Linked DNA regions of Mus musculus: regions 1 and 3 are each linked to region 2. The links are chromatin contacts, called in public HiChIP or PLAC-seq and promoter capture Hi-C maps. All regions are on one chromosome and are shown on one strand. Each heading gives the region's core, a stretch centred on a gene start, on an enhancer-like site or on the middle of the called end of the contact. The rest is flanking DNA. Distances are from core to core; before and after follow the strand shown.

Region 1 (4,955 bases), core at 1,253-3,752, 540 kb after region 2:
GCTGCTCATTTTGTGGCTTCTTCACTAGCTTTTAAGGGCTAACAAGCCTGCCCGCTTGCTCCTCCTCCGTCCCAGACCTGCATCTGGGCATCTTCCACGCCCTCCTGGCTGGAGCAGCGGCCTCTCGACAGGTCAACAGTTGTGGCTATCACCTGCTGTGGTCTGGGCTGGGTACTGCACTGGGCAAAACGTCATGGACAGGTTCCCAGTCTCTAGACTCTCAAAGCGTCTCTCTTCCATGGATTTAGCAAATGGCTTTTGTACTGGTTTAGGAGGTCCGGGTAAGCTTCCAGGGGTCCCCATTCTACAAATGGGAAATCAGATGTCTACACTCCAATCAGTCCCCATGACCAATGCAGGATCAAGATGGAGTCTGACAGGTGTCACTCTTTGGGAATATGTGACCTTGAGAAAAGCATCTAATTTCAGTTGCCCGTCTATAGGGTGGACACCACTGTGTTTGCATCACAGGGGCTACAGCAAAGCAGGGAAGGGCTCCAGTTTGCACCCCCTAACTAGAGCACACAGTCTGGCTTAGAACAGCAAATGCTCAGAGCATGGGAGATGGGGCTGTGGTATGCACACTGTAAAGTGCACGACACCCCTCCACGGCCCTGTCTTCAGGGCGCTGGACATTCCTCCATCCCCAACAGCCCTGACTGCTGGACCCCCGGGAAGGGGCTCATCTATATGGTTTCTTGCCTGTATCTGCAGCTCTGGGGTCACATGATCCAGAGACAGCTGCTCCTCTCTGCTGACAAGACAGACAGAGCTACTTCCACTGTGGCACGTCTACATCTCACCACTACATGGTTCTCACTCAGGCCCCCTTCCTCCCGCCACCCCACCCCCACCCCGGGGTGGGTTCACAGTGGCTTCCCAGGACGTGTAAGTGGTGGCATCAACCCTCCAGTCTGTCCATACTACACTGAGGTTTGGTAAAGGCAAGTGACTTGCCCAAGGTTTTCCAGCAGCACCTGGCTTAGACCCAGCTGTCACCCCACAGAATGCTTGTTCCTCTCTGGAAGGAGGGGCCGCCGCCGCCTCCCTCTCCCTCACGCCTGTCATTTCCTTAGCCATGAAGGTCATTGCAAGAAAGCAAGACTTTCTAGAAAGATGAGAGCTTGCACCTAGCGGGTGAGGGGTCAAGGTTAGCACTGGTGCATCCTCTCTGGTCCTGGCAGTCCCCTTCCCAGAGTGCACCTGAGCTTAGAATGAGCTGCTCTTTCTAAGAACCAGAAATGCCACTTCTGTCTTCCCTAGCTCCAAAGGAGCCTAGGGAGGTGGTGCGGAGGGGGGTCACGACCCTGCTTGCCCCCTCTAAGTCCAAGACCCTTTGTCTCTAAGGCTCTCCTCCACTCTGCCACCTGGCCTTCCCAGAGCCTTGTGGGATCAGAGGCCAGAGGAGGATTAGGTTCTGCAATGGCTCACCACCCCCCTCCTCGCCATCCTGCCTCCTGGACTTAGTCATCTCTGCCCTCTGCCGCCTTTTCTCTCCATCACAACCCTTCTGCCAGGCCAGGGGAGGAGGACGCTGACAAGCAGCCCCTTCCCAAGGGGTGCAGCGAAGGCAGGCTGCTCCGTAGAGGCTCACAGGCCGCTTCTCCTCCCGCTGCCATCCCCCCCCTTCCTTTCCTCGCACCGCAGCCCGCGCCTCCCCCTCTGCCTCTCTGCGCACGGATGGCGGCGGGAGCCGCAGAGGTGTGTGTGTGTGTGTGTGTGTGTGTGTGTGTGTGTGTGTGTGTGTGTGTGTGCGCGCGCGCGCGCGCGCGCCTGTGCGTGTGCGGGGTGGGGGGGTTGTGCCTGGTCTCCGATGCCTATGGGGCTGTGTCCTTTTCTAGGGACTGGGGGAGGGGGCTGTCCCCTGTCACGACCAGGAATTCCCATGGGGTCAGAGCGGGTTCCAAGGAGCCCAGGAAGGGGATATTGCCCTCTGGGTGCTCTCAGCTCCCAGTGAGGCGCTGAGTAATGTGGGCCCCCTCGGTGAGGGTATTGGCGATCAAGGACAGCTCTCTGCCGAGGTCGCTCTACAGACGATGGGGTGAACGAGGGGGCGTGAGTGGGGGGACTCCACTGATATCCGCGGGCTGGCGGGGGCGCTGCGGACCCCAGGACTCAAGCGGGGGGCGGGGGCGCTCGGTCCGCTAGAGCAGCGCCCAGACCGTCGGATCCCGGGGTGGGGACCCGGGGCACCGTGATGCGGGTGTCCGCGCCGCTCCTACCTGCCCACGAAATTCTCCAGCACCGAGCTCTTGCCGGCGCTCTGGCCGCCTACCACGGCGATCTGCGGCAGGTCGAGGTCCGCGTTCTGGCCGATGGCGGAGAAGGCGTCCTGTAACCGGTTAACCAGCGGGATGAGGTCTTCCATGCCGCGGTTGCCCATGGTTGCGGCGGGCCCGGCGGGCTGCGATCCGGCCGCCGCTCCTGCTCTGGCTCTTGGCCCCCGGCTTCGCGGCTGCAGCCGAATATCCCGACTGCGTGCGCCGCGGGTCCCCCGCCCCTCGGGGATCCGAGCGGAGCGCTTCTCCAGGCCGCCGCTAGATGGCGCGCGGGGATTCGCGGACTGGTCACTATGCGCAGACGCAACGCGGGGCGCCATGGGTGTTGTCGTTTTCTTCTTCTGCGGCTTTCGGGAGACTTACCTGTGTTTCTGGGATACGGATGCTGCACCGAAGATAATACTTTTGGTGATGGCTAGGGGTGCTAACTCTAGAAATGGGCTAGTATGTGGTGGTCATGATTACTTCATTTCAGCAGTTATTCCCAGTGGAGAAACTGAGGCCTTAGAGGGAAGATCTGGCACCCACAGGCTGCTGCAGTCAGCTGACCAAAGTCAACCCTAGTCCACTTAGCCTTTCTAGTCTAGGTTCTGACACTAATCAAAAATCTGCAGCATATTCCTTCCTATCCTGGGGCCTCAGTGTTTCTGGTTCTAGGAGGAAGAAAGAAAAACCATTGATTCAACAAATTACCAGGAGCCCATGATAAGCTAGACCCCTTCCTAAGTTTACAGACACAAAACTCGGCAGAACAGCTAGGGACTTTACACTCAGAGATCTTACAGGTGGTGGGATAGACGGGACACAGAAGAGCGTTTGTACTAGAAGAAACAGAGAAAACCAACAGGGCTTGGAAAGTCACATTAGCCAGAAGGGGGCAAAGGTTTTCCAAAGAAATTACCTTTGAAAGGGAACCTAACTGATAAGAAGGGGCCCGACACCCTGATGGAGTGGACAGGAAGTGCAAAGGCCCCAATACCTAGGAAGTGCTGCCGAGGAGAGGCAAAAGTTCTTGTCTTGAACTCTAAGGCTCCAAGAGGATGAGCGCCAGGCCCAGAGTGGCAAATAGTGCTATTCAAACCAGGGGTTCTTGCAGCCATACTTGCCTGTCCTTTTCACACAGACAGATAGTTGGATCTAGGTTCGGCTACTCACTTTTGCATCAAGAAGGACCTAGTTAGGACTCCTGACAAAGAAGCCAAGAAAGAGAGGGTTATCGGGTCACTTCTATGTTCTGAGACTAGGGAAGTGCCCTAGGCATTAGAGACTATCCATTTTTTTCACCCACTGAATGTGTGGTTGCTGAGCAGGCTAGCTCCCGCTAGACCCCAGAGACAAGGCAGTGACAAGCCACCTACAAGTGGCTCAAAGTCAAGTGGAAAAGGGAGGGGTCATATGCCAATAAATATGACTCTTTCCGGGGGTGATGAGTGGAGAGCAGGGCTGGGGCAGGGCTTGTGTTGTTAACTCATACAGGATAATAATGCTGGAACAGAGACTAGAAGTGTGTGGACCATGAGCCCAGTGAGAAGGGATTTCCAGTTAGGGGAGAACCACCCAGACCTTACCTCTGGGTCATTTCTGGGTCATAGCTATCTAATCTGTAGAGTTGGCACAATGACAAAATAGAATGTCTGTGTGAGGCCCAGCCCAGACCTGGTGTGCATTGACCCTCATTAACAACCATGCCAACCACATCAGAAATCCAGGAGCTGAAACACCAGCCCCAATACCCCTCATCCAGAGCCGCTATTCTCAGCCAGCCTAGAGAGGACAGGGATGTGAGCCAAGGTGACCAGCACCATCAAGTTAGGCTGGGCATACAGTTTGAAGATGTCTGTCTGGACCATTGCAACTGAGCTTTTGTTATTCTTCTTTATCCTTCTGAGGGGAAAGTGTGACTCTAGTGCTCCACTGCTACAAATAGTGCAGTTGAGTTTCCCCACATTTGGGGACCTCACAGGGTCAGCACACCTTGGGAAAACCACTTTCTAGATCATGACGTCTCTCCTGCCAGCTAAGTATTATGATTTCACCCCTTAAACACAGTGGTAAAACTTACTGTTAAAACCACACTCTCGGGCTGGTGAGATGGCTCAGTGGTTAAGAGCACTGACTGCTCTTCCAAAGGTCATGAGTTCAAATCCCAGCAACCACATGGTGGCTCACAACCATCCGTAAGGAGATCTGACTCTCTCTTCTGGAGTGTCTGAAGTCAGCTACAGTGTACTTACATATAATTAAAAAAAGAAAGAAAGGGGGCTGGTGAGATGGCTCAGTGGGTAAGAGCACCCGACTGCTCTTCCGAAGGTCCGGAGTTCAAATCCCAGCAACCACATGGTGGCTCACAACCATCCGTAATGAGATCTGGCGCCCTCTTCTGGAGTGTCTGAAGACAGCTACAGTGTACTTACATATAATAAATAAATAAATCTAAAAAAAAAAATAAAAAAAAAAAAAAGAAAGAAAGAAAGAAAGAAAGAAAGAAAGAAAGAAAGAAAGAAAGAAAGAGAGAAAGAAAGAAAGAACACTCTCACTGAGCGTGGTGGTGCACACCTTTAATCCCAGCACTCGGGAGGCAGAGGCAAGTGGATTTCTGAGTTCAAAGCCAGCCTGGTCTTCAAAGTGAGTTCCAGGACAGCCAGAGCTATACAGAGAAACCCTGTCTCCAAAAAA
Region 2 (4,616 bases), core at 2,111-4,610:
TGGAGTGAGCTGCTTCTGACGGCTGTGTGTGACCCAGGATGGGATGTAGGAGACTCGGCAGCCTTTGAAAGGGATGTTCTGCTGGCCCCAGGCCGGCACACAGCCCAGACTGAGCCTGTCCCCCTACACACACCTCCCCTTGCCTCCCCCAGGTGGAGATGTCGTTTTTTTTCCCTCTCACACTCGTTCTGAGAAACATAGGGAACAGGGAAGTGGAGAGGGAAACAGCCTGTTCCTTCTCTCCCTTCGCCCAGTTGCCAATTAAGGGGCTGCTCGGAGAGGTGTACGGGGTACAGGCAGCCTGATTTCCATCTCCCCAAAGTGAAGGCTTCAGGAACTCAAGAAAAGAAGTTTCTGGGGCCCAGAGGACCTGGAAGGAAGAGGCCAGCATCCCATTATGATGCTGCAGTTGTTACAACTTTTATTTCAAAAGATACACATGGCAATTCCTAGTTTGGGTATTTGAAACTCAACCTTGCTTAGCACAAAAACAAAAACAAACAAAAAACCCCACCCTTTCAGAGTTCAGTCCCCATGAGGCCCTTAAGTTGGCTAATACTACCATGGACAAGGGGCGATGGGCAGCCAGAGGGGATGCACAGGCCATTCAGTGGGCAGCTTGGTGCCACTGCTGGCTTTCTTGCCAGAGGCGTCTTGTGCTAATGGGATGGAGAACACACTGACTGTTTTGGGTTTGTTTGTGTCTGGGTTATTTTCTTCTCCTTCATTTCTCTACTTTCAGACTCACATTTTATACACAGCGGAGTGCGCTCTTTCACAGCGCGCCCCTTCAGATGTCAGCTACCAGTGTCCCTTCGGAGACTGTCAGAACTTTGATTTCCAGCTGTAATCTCTCAGTCCACCTACCGACAAATGAACAACAGAGCCAGAGGCCTGTTGTATCCACGGCCCCAGCACAGCCTCAATGCGCTGCCACTGGGGACCGGGGACTGCTCCAGTCAGACCACTGGGGAAAGTCGGAGGCTGAGACAGACAGCAGCCCGAGTCATGGGCTAGGATAAGGACACATTGTCTTACTGACCAAGACAAGCTTGGTCCTCCTGTGTGCAGGGTTTCAGGAGTAGGGTGGGGTGGAGGGAGGAGAGGGGATTGCTCATTTTGGTTTTTTGTTTGTTTGTTTGGTTTTTTTTTTTTTTCTTGAACACCACCCAGATTTCTCACTTTAGCAAAGTTGGAAATGAAAATGTGAACACACCTATTCACCACCACTAGTGCACTGTGATACTCTCTCCGGGTCTGGGTTCCTGAGGTTGGGGCCGGGGCAACAGTAGACGGTCAGACGGGGCAGAGTCCACGCAGGCCCTCACCGTCCAAAGCGGAAGCTGAAGCCTCCCTTCCTCCGGCTGTAGCTGCTCAGCTCCTCTGCCAGAGTCCCCAGAGGGCCGCTGGCCTTCTCCGAGTCGGCGGGCAGGAACCCTGCGGCCTCACTGCTACCGTCTTGCCTCCCTAGACGGAAGCCGGTGTGCTCCCTGTGGGAGGCCTGCTGCTCCCTGGCCACCACAAGCAGGGCCTGTGGCTGTGGATTTTGAACCGAGTTGGGGGGATGTCCCTCAGCCAGCTGGGCCCAGTTCATCCTGGCTCCGATGTCACCGATGTCTGTGGGTCCCCTTCTGTCCAGCAGGGGAAAGCAGGCACTCAGAGGGAGAAGTAGGGAAAGCAAAGGCCGGAAGCCCCTCATCTGAGCAGAGGAGGGAGAGAGAGGAGGGGGTAGTGGCCAGCATTTGGCCACATGCAATCCCTGGCCCCAGGCTTCCCAAGGTCTGGGCAGCCCTTGGAGGGATAGCTGCTGACTGTGCTTAGCCTGGTTCCCTAGCACCCAGGACACCAGGCTGTCGTAGCCACCGCGGGAGCCAGCTGGACCAATTAGTCTGATTCCTATTCACCTGTAGCCGGGGAGCTGCCTGCCTTGGTGGCTCAGTACTGGAATACCAGAGCTGCCAGCTGGCTTGCAGAGGTACCCGGGTGGCCCTCGGGGCTGTGTGCATTTGGGTTCAATTTTCTATTATAATTATTGACTCTTGGGCCGTAGGCAGAGTGAGAAGCTGCCGTGTTTTCAACTTGATAATGAATAGGTCTAGCAGCTCTGCTGGGAAACCCCACTGTCTCCCTAATTCAGGAACAAGTTGCTCTTGGGAGGGGGAAATGGGCCTGGTGGCCCTTGTGTAAGTCAAACTCCTACCTGGGGAGGAGCTAGAGGCAAGGCTGGGGACAGCCAGCACCCACTGAGCTCCCACTGGGCAGGACAGGCTCTGGTGAATGGGTTTCTCTGTACAGTAAGTCTGTCTACAGCAAACGCTGCCCCACCACACAGCTCTGGGCTCTAATGTCAGTGTGGTTTCTCCCTGTGCCAGTCTCTAGGGAAATGATTGCTTCCTGATGATAGCCATCCAGCCCACCAACCCCGGGGCCACCCCCCCTAGGACCTCAGGCACAGAGAGCCTCAGGGTTTGCCCTAGGTCCTACAGCTTTATAAGAAAGAGAGCTGAATTCAAGGTAGCCTCATTACTCTGTGCCCCCATACCTGTCTCATTGTCTCGAGGTCCCCCCCCCCACATCCCTTGGTGGGAACTGTTCCCTTCCCTCACAGAGGATGCTTGTGTTTGCAGTGACCATGGGTGAGCTGAGCCGAGCTGGCTCATCCTCTGAGGAAGCCCCTGAAGCTGGAAGTGGCGGGGGACGGAGGGGGGAGGGGGGGGGACAGGGGGGACGACTTCTTTCCAGAAACAGCTCCCTTGAAAACATTTCAAAGAAGTGAGCGCAGCCAGAAAGCTTCAAAAACAACAACAAAAGCAGCCCTGCTTTCTACCCAAATCCAGCTTGCTAAGCCCCCTAGTCCCCAGGGCCTGGAGTAGCCTCCAGTCTGCTGCTGCTAAAGGGGCTTCCTCAGGCACGGGTGGAGAGGGCAGGGCCCCCCACATGGGACAGACAAGTCTCATTCCCTTCTCCCCATAGAAGGGGAGGACCAGGAATGGTCTTTATCCCCAGAGATTAATACTTCCTGGCTGGCATCTAGGGCCGGCTGGCTCTGGTGGAACTTGAGCTGAGGATGAAGCTGCGGGTCTCCCACACACCCGCCCTTCCTGGTGTGTGGCTCGTGGTGCTGGCTGTACCCGCCTGCACCCAGCTCACCTGGAGAGCCTGGCCTCCCGTCCCTTGCTGTACTCACTGTGCTGAGGGCTGCTCTAAGAAGGGCAGGTGAGTCCCTGGACCCCAGTTGTCAGGCAGAGCTGCTCAGGTCCCGGTCCAGCAGGCATGGCTCTGGGGTTCCCCCGCTTTATAAAGCTCCCTGGAGAGGCGAGCCCCAGCCTGCCTGATTGCTATGCATTCCTAGCCCCAGGATTCCTTTGGGGCTGCTGGTGGTGAAGGAAGGGGCACCGTGGGCCAAAGGACAAAGAGACAACGCAAACAGGATGTGGTCTGATGAAGAGTGGCGGGCGCCACCCTTGCAGCACAGAGAGCATCATCACGGGTCAACCGCGGGCTCAGACACTGGAGGTTCCCGGTGGAGACATGGAGGCCCACTCTTGAGAACCCTGATGGTGGCCCTGCCTTGGTCTCCCTCCAGAGACGGTGGGCTTACAGAGGCAGCATCCTCACTGCTGAGAGGGCTTGGAGGGTCATGGACACCCAGTCCCTTCTGTAGGCAGATGAGGTGTTCTGGTATATGATATACCCCTCCTTAGGAGCCTCGGGAGACATGAAACTGGGCAGGAATTCTTGGTTCTGAGGGGTTCAAGGTTTAGAACTCATGGCTAAGCAGGTCCCTCTCGGGCGACAGCTCCAGCAACACACTCAGTCTGTGACAACAGTGGTATGTTCTGTCTCTCTCACCATGCGGCCTCATGGCTGGTCATACTTTCCAGAGTTGGCTGCCCATCCAGACATAAAGCCACAGGGCCTGCCCTTCTAAATGGCGGAGTATGATCATACCTACCTCCCCAGTGGCTGTCAAGGTGGCTGGGAGATAAGGCATCGAGTTAGCTAGGTGTAGACTTGGCAAAGGTGTAGGGCAGGTAATGAGGCCTTCCTCCCACACTGGCACCCTCAGGAAGGACAGGGTTGTCTGTCACCACCACCCCTAACCACACACCATGACTTCTCTTCCGCTGAGTCCACGGCTGGGTGCTGTTCTTACCGGCCGGCACCACCGCAGTGAGTGTGTGTCTGCAGGGGCTGTAGATACCTCATCTCCATAGCCTCCTCCTTTTACCAGACTCCCTCTGGATGCTGACCACGGGTGCTCTGGCCAAGGTGTGGTCACTGCCCATTCCAGGGCCACTACTCAGTGCAGTTCTTCCGGTGACTAATGACAATGCCCCACCCACACACCCTGGATTCAGCAACTGCATGGTAGGGTGGGACCCTTCCCCTGTGGCCCACTCAGTTCCTCAGTTCACACTGGGCTCCCACCTGCCGTGCTGTGACTATGGGGCTGGGAGGCCAGCTCAGACATTTGCTTTAATCAAACACTTGGCTCTGAGGGCTGGGCAGACTCCCAAAGCGCTTTTCAGGCACACTCCTGGGTTCCTGCCTGCATCTGTCCCTCTGATCCTTGAGCCCCAGTGTCTTCAGCTACTGTCCGCCATGATGGGGGA
Region 3 (4,942 bases), core at 427-2,926, 510 kb after region 2:
AAAAGAAAAGACAGGTCAAGCCGGGTATGGTGGCGCATGCCTTTAATCCCAGCACTTGGGAGGCAGAGGCAGATGGATTTCTGAGTTCGAGACCAGCCTGGTCTACAAAGTGAGTTCCAGGACAGCCAAGGCTACACAGAGAAACCCTGTCTCGAAAAAAAAAAGTATGCAAAAACTGAAATCATTATTTTATATATAATTAATATATGCTAATAAAACAGTCTTAAAATATGCAAAAATTGTCCACCCTTGTTCATAAAGAGCTCCTAGTCAAATCAGAAATATCTCCCCCCAACTTCTTTTTTTTAGAGACAGGGTTTCTCTGTGTAGCCCTGGCTGTCCTGGAACTCACTTCATAGACCAGGCTGGCCTCGAACTCAGAAATCCACCTGCCTCTGCCTCCCAAGTGCTGGGATTAAAGGCGTGCACCACCACGCCCAGCAGATCTTTCTTAACCCTAATGAATAGTAAGTGTTAATAAAGGTTAGGATAGCATGTGCATAGGAAGATGGAACTGTAGCTCTTTTTTTTTTTTACTTTTGAAAAGATTTACGGATTATTATTTATGTTATGTGTATGGATGTTTTGTCTGCATGCCTCTGTATGCATCACTTACATACAGTGCCTCCAGAGGCCAGAAGAGGGCGTCCAGTCACCTAAAACTGGAGTTACAGGTGGTTGTGGGCTGCCATGTCGGTTCTGGGAACCAAACCCTGGCAGCCAGTCAGTGCTCTTAATCTCTGAGCCATCTCCCCAGACCCAGCGCTGTAACTCTTGTTTTTGTACTGTGGTGGATGGAACACAGTTACCTACATAAGTGAGGCAGGAGCTGCTGTGAGTAATTAGTGTTACTTGTGGAAGGTGACCTGGTAATGCTTAACATTAAAGTTAACCTTTCTAGAACTGTATCTCAGATAAGCTCATCGAATAATCAAAGATCTAGGAGCCAGAGCGTCCAAGGTGGGTAAAGTTCTCTCTCTCTCTCTCTCTCTCTCTCTCTCTCTCTCACACACACACACACACACACACACATACACAAGATGTTTATGTTCACTGCCCAGGCTAGTCTTGAACTCTGGGGTGTAAGTGCTCCTCCAACCTCAGTCTTCCCAGTACCCAGTACCAGGGACAATAGGCCTATGTCTACAAGCTTGGGTGTGGTATAATTTGTAATGGAAGAAATTTGGGAACAAGGCAATGACCATTAGAAAGTGAAATAGATTAGGTGGCCTGACAATGAAAGACTCTATAGATGTTCAAAAGCATAGGAAAATTCTAGACTGTTGTGGAGAAACACAACACACACACACACACACACACACACACACTACAAATTCTGAAGTGTGACGATACTTGTATTTGGGTCTTTTGTTTTGCTGTGGTTTGTTTTGGTTTGGTTTATGAGACAGGGTCTTACATAGCCCAAGTCTGGCTTCAAATTCTTTAGGTAGCTGAGGCTAGCTTTGAGTGCCTGATCTTTCTGCCTCCACCTCCAAAGAGCTGGGGTTCCAGGCAAATGCCACCACGTCCAGCCTTGAGTCTTGATGAAAGTGACTGCTGGGTCCACCCCTAAGTCCTCTTCCTCCCTTCCTGTGAGCTGGGGCCTGTCCTTCCTGAGGCGGACATTCTGCTGAGGAAGCACTTCTGGACCTGAAGGACTGGCGAACACAAATTACACTGAAGTGAGTCACTCCTTCAGCATGTCAGAGAGCCAGCAGATGCTCAATAGTGTGAGTGTTGTTGAGAGAAAGGCACAATGCACCGGAAGAATATGGTTCCTAGAGGTAGCGCTGAAGCTGGGGGTGTGGCTCAGGTGACAGCGTCCTTGCCTAGCACGCAGGAAGCCCTGGCTTCACTCTCTAACAAACACCACATAAAGTGGGCATGGTGGCTCATTCCTGTAATCTGAGCATTCATAGGGGAGGAGCAGGAGGAGTAGGACTGCAAGTTTATCCTCTGCTACGTAGTGAATTCAAAGCAGCCTGGGCTATGTAAGTCCTAACACTCACACATACACAGTTGGAGGGACACAGTTGGAGGGGGACAGTTGGAGGGAGAGAGGAATGGAGGGGAGAAGGAGGTGGGATGCTGGGTAGCATCACACTGAAGTGATTTGTGGGCAGACGTGGGTGAGAGCGGTGTGTATACCGCGTGTGCACATGGAGATCAGAAGATAATAACCATGGCTTTCCTTGCTTGCCGGCTACCTTGGTTGAGACAAGGTCTCTTGCTATTTACCGTTGCACACACCAAGCTAGCTGGACCTTGGGCTTCCTGGGGTTCTCATGCTCTCCCCCCCCACCCCCCCGAAGAAAGTTATCAAGACAGGATCCCTCTATGTAGTCCTGGCTGTCCTGGGACTTGCTACTTGCTATCTGGCCTCAAATTCAGAGCGATCCTCTTTCACCTTCTTACGCCACTTTCCAGGAATCCTGGAACACAGCTGTTCCTAAGGACATTTGGCATAATAAGGACTTAAAAACATGAAAGAGAACCAAGGATACATGGTGGAGAAGGGATATGCACGAGGACATGGGTGGGGTGAGGGAACAGGAAGGTGGAGCACCAAGGTAAGTTTAGAGAGGTAACAGACAATCAAAGAGTGGGTAAGTGGTGCCGGCCTTTAATCCCAGCCCTTGGGAGGTAGAGGCAGGCGGATCTCTGAGTCTGAGGCCAGCCTGGTCTACAGAGTGAGTTCCAGGCTACATAGTGAGACCCTGTTCTGAGCCTCAGGAGGCCCAAATATCTCTGCTCTTCCCAAAGACAACATCTGGTGTCTAAATCTGTGAATGAATGAATATTTCAGAAACAGAAATGCAAAAGGTGGATCGGCTGTGAGGGCCCAAGGCCAGCCAGAGACTTAGCAAACAGACAGACAGACAGACAGACAGAGGAAGGCCTCAGGGGGATGGCTGCACAGACCACCAGGAAGCCAAGGATGCCAGATAGACAAAGAAAAAGGAAGGATCTGGAATCTGGATGCAGGGGGTAGGTACACTCCAGAGGACGAGGCAGGAGGATCATAGGTTTGTGGCCAGCTTAGGCTACATAGTGAGATTTCAATTTGGGGTGGAGGACAGATGGGAAGAGAGGAAGAAAGAGAGGAAGGGAGGGAGGGAAGGAGCAAAAGAAACAAGAAACGGAAGGAGGAAAGAGAGAGAGAGAGAGAACATGGTGGGAGTATAAAGGGTGAAATAAGTGTGGTGGTTTCTCAAATAACTAAACAAATGGGGTCAACCCGGGATGCAGCTCAGCGGTAGCCTGTGTGCTCAGCGCGTGTCTGGCCCTGCACGCAATTCGCAGGACAACTAGTAAAAACATGGTAGGTGGCATCACCATATGATCACCAATTCTACTCCTGAGTGTAGACCCCAAAGAATTGCAAGCAGGGACCTGAGGCAATATTTGGCCAGCCATATTAATTAGCAGGATTATATACAACAGCCAAAGGGTGCCAGAGGGGCTGGGGAGATGGCTCAGCGGTTAAGAGCACTGGTTGCTCTTCCAGAGGGCCTGGCTCAATTCCCAGCAACCACATGGAGGTTCACCGTAACTCCACTGCATTTTCCAGTGCACAAAAATGATACACAGAGACGCACACAGGCAAAACACCCATGCACGGAAAAAAACTTAAGGTGGAAAAGACTGTACTAGATAAACAAAAACTTAGTATATAGTCAACAGAATATTATCCAGTCATTAAAGAATATTCTGGTAGGTGCTACAATATTTTGGATAAACCTTAAAGGCCTTATGCTAAGTGAAACTAGCCAGACACCAAAGGATTGAAATACTGTATGATTTCATTTACCACAGGAATCTAAATAAATTGGAAAGAGAGGGAGCTGTCAGAGGCTGTGAGGGGACTGTTTATGACAAAGACAAAGTCAACACTGCAAGACACAAAGCTTTCTGTGGGTGGTGGCGATGGTACCATGGTGTCAAGCGTACTCAGTATTGCCGAACTGTGCCCTTCAAAAGGGCCACAATGATCCACTTTACATTAACCATGTCATCCCATAAGAAAGCAGAGAGGATCAGAAAGTGATCTTGGAAAGAGAAAAGGAGACCGTGTGCTCACCTGCTCCTTGGTGCGGCCCTCACGTTCCCGGATGTGGGTGGTCACAATTCGCTCCATCTCCTCCCGCAGACGCGGGTATTGCTGCAGCTGGAGAAGGGCAGGAGGAGAGAGAGCCACGTACACACAGGGCCTGGGACATTAGGCACCTAACCCCCCACCTGAGTACAGGGACCCAGGAGCATGGCGTGGGAGCTATTCGTGGGAACACCAACCAGGCCAAGGAGAGCCCCGGGGGCCCCAGGAAGCTGATGGCACCGAACTACGGCTGCTCCTCCACCTAAGTGTGCACTGTAAATGGCAGTTCAAGGGTCTTCCCAGTTCCGGGACCATCTTTACTGGCCCACCTGGGCAATTTCATTGGGCAAGAGGCAGTCTCCATGGGGAGAACTACAGAAAGAGCCAGGCTGAGGAAGCTACCATCTTCATGTGGCCATCTCAAAGGCCAACCTGGCAGACAGGCCTTTGAGGAGGCATCCTTACTCCCAAGGCGTTCACTGACCCTTAGGGTTACCTCTTGCTTTCCTAAAGGCTCTGAATGACAGCCAGGTGAGAACTGGGGGAGGGGAGGGCTTATGGTGCCAGCTGACCTCCTGAGTCAGGCTGGGGACAGACTGACTCCTTGCCAGAGCCGGGGAAGAGGAGTTACAGGGAATAACAGCTGTCGCACCAGAGGACATGCAGAAGCTACAGGACAAAGGCATGCAAAGACACAGGGACATGCAGAGATGGGGCATCAGCAGCATGAGCAGTACCCCGCGGGGACCTGGCTGGGTATAAGCCACCCTGTCCTGTCTCCCTAGGTATGACTCTGTCTGCCACCATCGCCAGCTACATTTGCCCAGGTCCGAAACTTAGCAGACC

Evidence for each region. Promoter capture Hi-C pulls out the DNA fragments that hold promoters and counts their contacts. HiChIP or PLAC-seq counts read pairs in DNA pulled down with a chosen protein or histone mark.
Region 1: a promoter capture Hi-C map of liver shows a contact between it and region 2, with 2.6 times the contacts expected there. The contact joins the promoter of Dnm1 here to the promoter of Qrfp in region 2. A contact is called at or near these places in 6 of 39 promoter capture datasets (the C10 cell line, hematopoietic stem and progenitor cells, liver and 2 more).
Region 3: a FOXA1 HiChIP or PLAC-seq map of pancreatic cancer cells shows a contact between it and region 2. The contact joins the enhancer-like site here to the promoter of Qrfp in region 2. A contact is called at or near these places in 7 of 39 promoter capture datasets (embryonic stem cells, fetal liver, liver and 2 more), 1 of 115 datasets of contacts at active chromatin or transcription factors (pancreatic cancer cells) and 1 of 9 other capture datasets (embryonic stem cells).

What each region holds. Positions count from the first base shown.
Region 1 is chr2:32,350,827-32,355,781 of GRCm38.p6, forward strand. Dnm1 (dynamin 1) reads right to left here and starts at 2,503. Exons shown (of 23, transcript NM_001301737.1): 1 at 2,223-2,503. The coding sequence starts at 2,383. Gm39787 (a long non-coding RNA gene) reads left to right here and starts at 4,933. Exons shown (of 2, transcript XR_866125.1): 1 at 4,933-4,955. It also overlaps the pseudogene Gm52590.
Region 2 is chr2:31,807,220-31,811,835 of GRCm38.p6, forward strand. Qrfp (pyroglutamylated RFamide peptide) reads right to left here and starts at 3,361. Exons shown (of 2, transcript NM_183424.4): 1 at 3,188-3,361; 2 at 1-1,699. The coding sequence starts at 1,699. The coding sequence ends at 1,325.
Region 3 is chr2:32,323,880-32,328,821 of GRCm38.p6, forward strand. It overlaps Dnm1 (dynamin 1), which reads right to left. Exons shown (of 23, transcript NM_001301737.1): 11 at 4,082-4,168. Among named protein-coding and RNA genes, the nearest start is that of Mir199b, 7.9 kb to the left of the region's middle. Within about 2 kb of position 1,677, at least 56 of the 459 cell types and tissues checked have an H3K27ac peak or open chromatin away from gene starts, as enhancers often do. A contact at or near this core is called in pancreatic cancer cells, where this site is marked.